Linked DNA regions of Danio rerio: regions 2 and 3 are each linked to region 1. The links are chromatin contacts, called in public Hi-C and HiChIP or PLAC-seq maps. All regions are on one chromosome and are shown on one strand. The core of a region is the stretch at or near the end of the contact, and the rest is flanking DNA. Distances in the headings are between cores, read along the strand shown.

Region 1 (3,160 bases), core at 224-2,723:
AAATCACAGTCAGGTTATATTGCGCTTTTTAAATAATTTACAACTCTGTTGAGTAGTATTTTTGCTTTGAAGTGTTTCTACTTCATATGAGTTAATACATTTTAAATGCATGTACATTTTACCATTCTTAAAATGTTGGAAATAAAATACTATAATGAAAATAGCCCATTACAGAACTCGAAAAAGGTTTTATAAAATTTGCAAAATGCATAGGCATAGTTGGAAATTGGTGTTTCATGCATTTCATTCATGGCTTTTATATTTATATAAACGTGCAAAAATGTTAAACTGTGTTATTATGTGTTTCATTTATTGCAATTTCTTAAGCCTCTTTAAACACGCCAACAAACATGAACAGAAAAAAAAACAAGCCGAATTTCAAAAAGAACAAACATGAGTTCATAATTCGTCAAGAATAAAAGCAGCGGCGACTTTGCTCGCTGTAGCCCGCAGCCTGCGAGTTTAGCAGCGGCACGTGCTCAAGGGACGCAGCGGTGCAGTGAGCGGGCGCGCAGACTGGCTGGCACGCGGACAGATGTAGCAACGCCTCCCCCGCGCGCTCTCTGCCTTCTGCACTGCTGGAATGATTGACGCGTAAGATCTTCACCCAGCCAATAAGGCGAAGCTTTGCTAGATTTGCATAAAGCGGCGAGCTTCCCATTGGTTTCCTGCGTGCTGCTTCGAACCGCCTCGCGTGCCTGTACAGCTGTTTGCTTCTTTGAAGCGCAACTAGATCCTTCAAGTTTTTTCAGTCTTATTTTCTTTCTGTAGTGATTGGATTTGAACTTTTATTATTATGCATAATGTAAATAATAATAATAATAATAATAAAAGATTGGCTATGCTTGTCCATGTGTCCCTGAATATCATCAATAGTTAGAATAATATACATTGCAATATTAAGTATGCAAGAAGTCTAATAAGTGTCCAAACTTTCTTATAGCAAATGGCAGTTTGCAATATTTTTTTTAAATATTTATTATGCAATTGAAATGTAGAGAGATTCAATATCCTAATAAAATAAGTAACATGTTCTCCGACGTTTTATAGATATATAGGCCTAATTTTGATAAACAGATCATTATTTATTAGTTTTCCTTTTTCCGAAATGAAGTGTGCAGGAATGTTGGCCGCGCAGTATGTGAATGCAGAAATACGTGATTCAGCTCTGAAAAAAAAACGTTGGTGGCAAACAGCAAGAGTATTCCCCCAATTCCCCTTATCACTTCACAGCCAGGCCGACTGCACTCGCCTCTTTGTTGTTTGTCCCTCCAGGGCTGATTGAGCAGCGCGTGACTGACAGCCCGCGGGGGTGTTGTCCAATCAGCAGTCTGCCCGCGCCCAATGGGTGAGTCCGCGCGCCTATTGGCTGAAGCGAGTGTGGGAAAGAATGCAGAGAGGGTTTCACACGAACTGGGAGCATGCGATCTATCTATAAATACCGCTGGCGTGTGGCAGTGGGAGATTCGACTTGCCCTCTGAAGCGCTGCGCCACACACACGCTCGTGTCCTCATATGACAGCCTCCCGACTATAAGTCATAAAGCTGATAAGAGGGACTCACACTCTCTCTCGTGATCGTCCCGAGATCTTGGCTACGTTCCGCATCTAATCCTAAGAGCCCGTTCCTGTTGTTTTTTTTTAAACCACACACGGAATATATTCACTTTTTGGCTTCTACCGGACTCAACTTTGGTGTTTGATCATGCCAGCCGATAATATGGAGAAGCAGACAGCATCACCTATTGCTGGTGCCCCTGCCAGTGGATCTCATACTCCTGACAAGCCAAAGAATGCCAGCGAGCATAGAAAGGTAAAAATCACTTATAATGCGATTGCATATTGTTTTAGAAGAATGACAGCTGCATCAGTTATTCTAAAAAAAGAGAGAATGTCTTTTAATTACGTAAATTAATTAATTTTCCATTTCATCTGCAGTCTTCAAAGCCAATCATGGAAAAGCGCCGCAGAGCGAGAATCAACGAGAGCCTTGGGCAGCTGAAGACTCTCATTCTTGATGCTCTTAAAAAAGATGTAAGTTTTATCTACAACTCTTGTCATGCTTCAGTCACCCGACGTTAGTAATTCTGAAACAGTTTCTAACCGAATTCTGCTCATTCACAGAGCTCCAGACACTCTAAATTGGAGAAAGCTGATATTCTGGAGATGACAGTCAAGCACCTGCGCAATTTACAACGTGTTCAGATGAGCGGTAAGTTGCAAGTCAGATTCCTCAAGATGATAAACTTTTAACGTGCTTTTAAAAACGCAATTTAATTTCCTGAATACACAATCTAAATACGTTTTATCTTTGTTTACCAGCAGCCTTGTCAGCTGACACAAACGTCCTCAGCAAGTACCGCGCAGGATTCAACGAGTGCATGAACGAGGTGACTCGATTTCTCTCTACCTGCGAGGGAGTGAATACAGAGGTCAGATCGCGACTTCTTAACCACCTGTCCGGTTGTATGGGACAGATGATGGCCATGAACTACCCTCAGCCTGCCCCCGCTCAACAGGCTCATTTGGCTCAGCCTCTTCACGTGCAGCTTCCTTCAACGTTACCCATCAACGGCGCCTCAATGGGTTCCAAACTCAGTCCTTCAGAAGCGGTCTCACCAAAAGTCTTTGGAGGATTCCAGCTGGTGCCAGCCACGGACGGACAGTTTGCTTTTCTTATCCCCAACCCAGCGTTTGCTTCTGCTACAACTCCAGTCATTCCCTTGTACGCAAACGCAAGCGTTCCAGTAACTGTCAACGCCAGTCCCGTCCAGGCCAGCTCGGCTCCCACGGTCGCATCTCCTGTCCAGGGAATGACCTCCTTCTCGGGCGTTCCACAAGCCGTCAGTCCCGTTGGTGTCAGTGCCGGAGCAGAAAGCAATGAGCCGGTGTGGAGACCCTGGTAGACTTGCGCATCTCATATGAACTTATAAAGTTTTCATGGTGAAGAATATACGTTCAGTTCCGTTCTAAGGGACTTTGTTGACCTTTTGTTGGGCAAGTGTTTGTTAGCTGATTCCAATATTTGGATGTTGTTAATGAATGTGCTGTTGTGAATACAACAGAATAACACTTAATGTTTATAAAGTACTTTTTTAAATCAAAGAGTTTAGTTTTGTACAAAGTTTGTAAAAGACTGTATCATGCCAAAGCTTCCTTGT
Region 2 (3,160 bases), core at 351-2,850, 170 kb after region 1:
TCTCCAAAACCAAGGAAACCTGAGAGCTCTTCCCTGCCCTGAAGGCTACGCTGGAAATAGAAATAGATCTAACTTCATTACACTGGTGAATTCTATCAGCAGACGAATGTATGTGAAGTGAGATCCTGACACTGAGTTAATGAGATTTACAGGCAGCATCATTACACCGCTAAATTCAAACCATTAAACAACCTTTATCCTAACAGCTTCTGTCCTATACAGAAAATTACTTTTAATCAGTAACTTTGTCTAATTTCCTATTTAAGCATCCTCAGGAATGAATGTTACTCAGCAATTTAATTAAGAAGATAAATATTCACAGAATGATAGTGTAATTTATATGTTTATGTTCTTAGAAAGTTTTCTTAACACTTAACTTTTGTTTTTTTATGTTTTAAAAGTTTTTAAAATATATATTTTTTCAAAACATAATCAAATTGTAAAGACGACATTTCGATTATAACCTTTTTTCATACAACCTAAATTTCCTCACAATATAAATGTATGTTTTTGACTATTTCGAACAATGTAAAACCCAGCAGTCAACTTGATCAAATGAAATAAGTGTATTTAACAAAAAATTTACTGAAAGTAATTTTACTCATTTGAAAAGAGTTTTGAACTGATGAGTTCATTAAATACCTCATTACTTCAACTTTAAAAAAATGTTTTACCAATGAAAAACATCCTTAAAACATAATATATTATTGTTTATGACATGATCAAAACTTAATTAACTATTTTTATATATAGACACCTAATTTACTGTATGTATATATATATATATATATATATATATATATATATATATATATATATATATATATATATATATATATATATATATATATATTATAATCAAAACAATAGGAAAATATTCTTAGAGTATAAACTTGTCGAAATGTAAGGACAACACTTTAAATATAACCATTTTCTCATACAACCTAAGTTTTCTTGAAACAAATGTATGTTTTTTGAAGATTGAGAATAGAGAATTGAGACAGCTGATTGAGAATATTAGAAAAAGCATCTAAGAAAACATTCTTACAGTAATTAAAAAAATGTTTTACGAATGAAAAACATCCTTTAAACATAATATATTGTTTGTTCTTTACAATATCAAAACTTAATAACCGTAATATACTATATATATATTTATATATTCAAAACTTAAGGGTAATTTTCTTAGAATATAAACTTGTCTGCTAACATTTTCAAAATAAAAGCAAGCAAAAACGTCCGTTTTGAACTTTGACAGAATGACCTATAATATTAATTATCTTTAATTATTACATTTTAAACTGAACATTAAATCAACCGTTTACGTGAGATTCCTTTAGTCTGAATTACATTCATACTTTCAAAACTTTGTTGTTGTTTTTTTACCTGTTCCTGCGTATAAAGCTCTTGCTGGAGAACCTGAAGTTGTGTTGGGGGACGCATGACATACTACTCCCCATGTTGATCCTGGTTTAGTGTGTGTATAGCTCCTGGATGAGAGAGTCCGGGTGTTTTTGTCTGCAAGATCAATAGTTGTAATCCAACCTCCCAGGAGCCAAGTGAATGAGTAAGTGTTCAGCACAGAGACCAGACTGATACTGAAACAGCAGACCGTGAGCAGGAGTGTATGAGGGGGAGAGCGAGTGTGTGTGGGTGGAGATTTAAAGGAGAGGACGGGACGGGACTGAGCCACGAAGTTCACACCTTCAGCGTGAGATCCACTCACTAAATGAAGCCCTGATGACAAAGGGCAACGTGTGCTTTTTCACACCTTTTAGAAGCAAATGGCACTGATTTGAATGTTTTGTGCACTTTGATGAAGCATTAAGGGTTGAATGAATGAAGCCTGATGGTGTCATTTAAGAGGTCACAGCAACATGTCTGGACATGGTCTGACTCTCAATACTTATTACAGGATGATTGTTTTATTTAGACACCTGATTTACTGTTAGTAATTCACTTAAGATGGCTGGAAATTTGTTATTTGTGCAATTTGAAAAGTTCAGGAACACTAAAAATTATGCAAATAAAAGTATAAAAATAATTTGTATTGTTAGTATATTCACAATAGTATTATTTATTTTTATTTAGCCACTAAAATAACGAATGATGCTAGAAACTAAAGTCTGTGTGGTGAATAATTTCTGTAAGAAATAAAATAAACTAAAATAGTTCATAGTGTTTTAAATTTTATAAGTGAGAATTTTTTAGTTAATAATTATATTAGAGATATTAACTCGTTTTTTTGTTGGGTAAAAAATCATACATTTGTTTTATAAATAGAACTTAAAAATTAATATAATTATAATTATGAATTTACATAAATAAAAAAATATGGATGAGGACTATTATTTACTTTTCCAGCTGTGTAAATATATGACAGTTAATAAATCTCAAAATTATTTACCCTTTTTTTTTTTAAGAGCAGAAAAAAGTTAATAGTTTTTAAGGTTAAATGAATAATACTAATTGAACTACTTGCAAAATCGACATTCATAAACATATTCCATCAAATACAATATAAACTTTAAATGGAGCATGTAATAAACATACATAAAGTTGAAGTTGGAATTATAAAAAAAAAATCAAAGGGGGGGCTAATATTTCTGATTTTAAGTGTGTGTGTGTGTGTGTGTGTGTGTGCGTGTGCGTGCGTGTGTGTGTGTGTGTGTGTGTGTGTGTGTGTGTGTGTGTGTGTGTGTGTGTGTGTGTGTGTGTGTGTGTGTCCATTTTAAGGTCAACATTATTAGCCCCTTTAAGCTGTATTTTTTTTCGATTTTTACCTGCCTAGTTAACCTAATTAACCTAGTTAAACCTTTAAATGTCACTTCAAGCTGCCTTATAAAATATTTAATAGAATATTGTTTACTGTCATCATAGCAAAGATATCTTTAGAGATGTGTTGAGAAAAATTTCTTTAGTAAATACAAATTGGTTAAAAAACTGACTTTAACTATATATATATATATATATATATATATATATATATATATATATATATATATATATATATATATTTTTTTTTTTTTTTTTTTTTTTTTTTTTTTTTTTTTGCAGTAAACACTTTACTTTTGACTGTGTGGTCCCTGTGTGTTTGCAAATCTATGAGATATCATCTAATCAAATTAAAAGGCCAGCACTCCCTCTATGCCATTAAACA
Region 3 (3,160 bases), core at 200-2,699, 140 kb after region 1:
GGATTGGTGGTCTTCTTTCGGCCCAGACCAAATAAGCATATCACCCAAGTGCAATCATTCCATGTGGTATGTGGGCTGGATGTAAGTGTTTGGTGTGGGCTGGATTTGAGCCACATGAATTTTGCTATCTGGGCAAAAGTGTCTGAATAAATAGTTTGAAATCTGAATAAATAGCTTTCGATTGAGGTATACTTTGTTAGGATAAGACAATGTTTGGCCAAGATAAAATGGAAATGGAGGATTTAAATGGAATGCTTAGTGATGCACATTATTTATAAAAAAAAATGTTTGTATATTTACAGTAGGAAATTTACTAAATGTCTTCATGGAGCATGTTCTTTACTTACTATTCAAATTTGTGGCTTAATATCAAATCTTTAATTTTGACAATACTGACAAAACCATACAGTACAATACATGCAGCATAAGACACAAAGTTAAAGTTCACAAATGAATCACAGGGTCATAAATGTAAAATAAAAGTGTCATTTCACAAGAGATATTATGTTTTAGGCATGTTTTTATTTTTTATTTTTAGACAACACAATATCAACATTTTAACCTCAGAAGAGTTACAAAATTAAAATGAGGTGGAAAAACCCTGATTTTCAATTACAACAATTGAAAATATTCATTAATCGAAAAAATTTTGTAAATTAATGGACCGTTTTCACAAGACTGTTATGACGTGTTTAACGGTCATCATAATCTTTAATCATTAAAAGTTTTTAATATTTCGATTTAAAAAAAAACATATAAACATTTATATGATTTATGAAGGTACTATATCATATTTGTGTCAAATTACCAAAACAAATGACCACTTATGCAAGATTTTTCTAATTCAGCATAACTCATTAATTCAGAGTGTAAATTTGAGGTTATTCTGTCCTCTGGCTGAAGTCATCATTTTTCTGAAAGGCTTGATAACACCAATGTGGCATTTTTTTTTAATGATTTCAGCAAATAGGATTGTAAAAATATATATATTTGTTGCACTCTCCGATTCACTGTGTTCAAAGTTTACCCAAGTACGACGACTTCTGCTACTGAGAAACCCGGAAATGTGAAAAGGGTCCATTGAATCTTTAATGATGATGTTCAGTTTGAATATAAAAATAAATTGCACAGAAAAGGACATACTGTTACTTTTTTGGTTCAATTTATTTCAAAGTTGAAACTAAACATCAGTGTTCGATGACTTTTGACAAAACATGATTTTTGTTGGAAGACAGTTTATGTATTCCAAATAGAGCTGATCTCTATAACAACTATCTCTATAACTAATAGAGAAGGGTCTAAAAATGTATCCATCCTGCCTTTATTTCTTTCTTTGACACATTTTACACAACCACTCATACTTCTGGAAGAATATGCAGTGATTTCTACAGCAAACAAAACTAGCATAGCAACAGTAGTTTCAGATTTTTAGCAAAGGCCTGCCAAACACAAAGCTGCTGGCCTTTCAGTGTACACATTTGTCTGGTGGAAGGTGTCAGTGAGAGAGATGGAGAGTAGTACGTGTATTACGTGATGTGTAACGGCTGTTCTATATATATAACAAATCGTAGGGCCTGCGGTGTAGCGCTCTTACTCAGAAGGACACACTCCAGAGGGCATTTAATATGCCTCAAACCACTGAAGTGGTGTGAAAGTGTAACTTCCCTGGGATTTCTACACGTTCACACTGTTGAACAGGTACTGTATGCATTTCTTCTTAGTATTAGTTTAATATTAGTGTGCATACCAAAGAAGAATGTATAAACGAATGAATGTGGATTTTGCATACTTCGCTCTCCATGCATGCAGCTTTACCAGTGACTTAGTTTGTGATTAATTTTGATCATTAACATGCACTTGTTTAATATAGTTTCTACAATATTCTAAGGTTTGAATTTGTATTATCTTCAATTATGTGTGTTCTGATTACATCTGAGCTCATAAAACAGATTGAATGGAGTCTTTAGATTTTATCACATTGTTATTTAATATTACAATAAATCTTATAGCAAAATACTGTATAAAATAATGAATTTTACTTTTTTTATAAATAATGTATGTAAATAATTAAATATGGATTATTCTGTTAGCATATATTATATAGTATATTTTTCTGTATTTTTTTGCTCATGATCAGTTGTTTGTGTTATATTTTTAAGCTTCAGTGCAATTTGTTTCTGAAAAAATATTGGTTTAATAGATTTAAGTTGAACGTACTAAAGGATTGCCAGAATTTAGGAACATGCTTTACTTTGAAGTCAAAGTAAAAATAGAGAAAACCCCTATAGAGAAAAATATGGCAAAAATGAAATCTCGATAATTATTTTCCATATTGAACGATAAAAACAAATATTCCAGATGCTTCCAGATTTAAAAGAGTACCCGACAATGACTGAAGCCACGAAACCTAGAGGGTCCAAAAAATGACATAGCATTTTAGGCCGATACATTTTTGGTGGCCGAAAATTAGGCACATCTGTAATATCAGCTCACTTTTACATTCCCATTGTTGCACATTTCTGCTGTGTGATTGGCTCTTAGATTAATAAAGAATAAAAAAGTCCAGAGCTCATCATTGTCATTGACAAATTTTATTGTGATTTGATATAATACTGTTTATCAGCCCAGTCCAACTCCTGGAACTCCGCTAATATAATCATTTGATTAAGCCATTTTATATCATTCAGTGTCATGCCATCATCTGCCTGCTTACTATTTTTTATTTACCTATTTTGTGTCATAATTTTTGAGTTTAGCAAGGCTGTTTATTCATGTTTACCAATGTTTATTCATTGATTGATGCATTCATTTTACATTTACAGATCCAGAACTATCTGTGTGTCATCCACTCATAATGGATGACTTTGAATACAGCGTACAAATCTCAGACCAAGACTGGGACTGTTTTTTCCAGGAGTGTGAGGGCTGTGACCTGCTTTCACCAGTGCTTGCTAGCCGAGAGGATTCTGGTATGAGTGACATTGATGAGATGAGTTGCCGCTTTATAGGCAGGACCCCAGCAATGGACACAGCATCCGTAAATCCTGATCCAGAATGTCAGATTGATGGCCCGTCAGACTCTGAGGGCTCACCTGTGTGTAATTACCTCAGCAAGTATGGCATACGTAGTCCAGAGCAGGTTCTTTCTGGCAGTGAGGAA

The links. Hi-C and Micro-C count contacts between places; a contact is called where the count stands out from the background. HiChIP or PLAC-seq counts read pairs in DNA pulled down with a chosen protein or histone mark.
Region 2: a contact with region 1 is called in a Hi-C map of an unstated tissue, with 2.3 times the contacts expected there. The contact joins the promoter of plekhn1 here to the promoter of her9 in region 1. A contact is called at or near these places in 1 of 18 Hi-C or Micro-C datasets (an unstated tissue) and 1 of 4 datasets of contacts at active chromatin or transcription factors (embryo).
Region 3: a contact with region 1 is called in an H3K4me3 HiChIP or PLAC-seq map of gastrula embryo, with 7 times the contacts expected there. The contact joins the promoter of perm1a here to the promoter of her9 in region 1. A contact is called at or near these places in 2 of 18 Hi-C or Micro-C datasets (embryo and hematopoietic stem cells) and 3 of 4 datasets of contacts at active chromatin or transcription factors (caudal fin, embryo and gastrula embryo).

What each region holds. Positions count from the first base shown.
Region 1 is chr23:26,338,907-26,342,066 of GRCz12tu, reverse strand. her9 (hairy-related 9) reads left to right here and starts at 1,473. Exons shown (of 4, transcript NM_131873.1): 1 at 1,473-1,812; 2 at 1,938-2,033; 3 at 2,124-2,211; 4 at 2,322-3,160. The coding sequence starts at 1,705. The coding sequence ends at 2,905. The region is part of intron 3 of LOC137489184 (a long non-coding RNA gene); the gene reads left to right.
Region 2 is chr23:26,169,604-26,172,763 of GRCz12tu, reverse strand. plekhn1 (pleckstrin homology domain containing, family N member 1) reads right to left here and starts at 1,600. Exons shown (of 16, transcript XM_692642.9): 1 at 1,387-1,600. The coding sequence starts at 1,460. All of the region lies in intron 3 of LOC141380491 (a long non-coding RNA gene), which reads left to right.
Region 3 is chr23:26,198,215-26,201,374 of GRCz12tu, reverse strand. It overlaps perm1a (PPARGC1 and ESRR induced regulator, muscle 1a), which reads left to right and starts at 1,449. Exons shown (of 4, transcript XM_692681.8): 1 at 1,449-1,698; 2 at 2,823-3,160. The coding sequence starts at 2,855.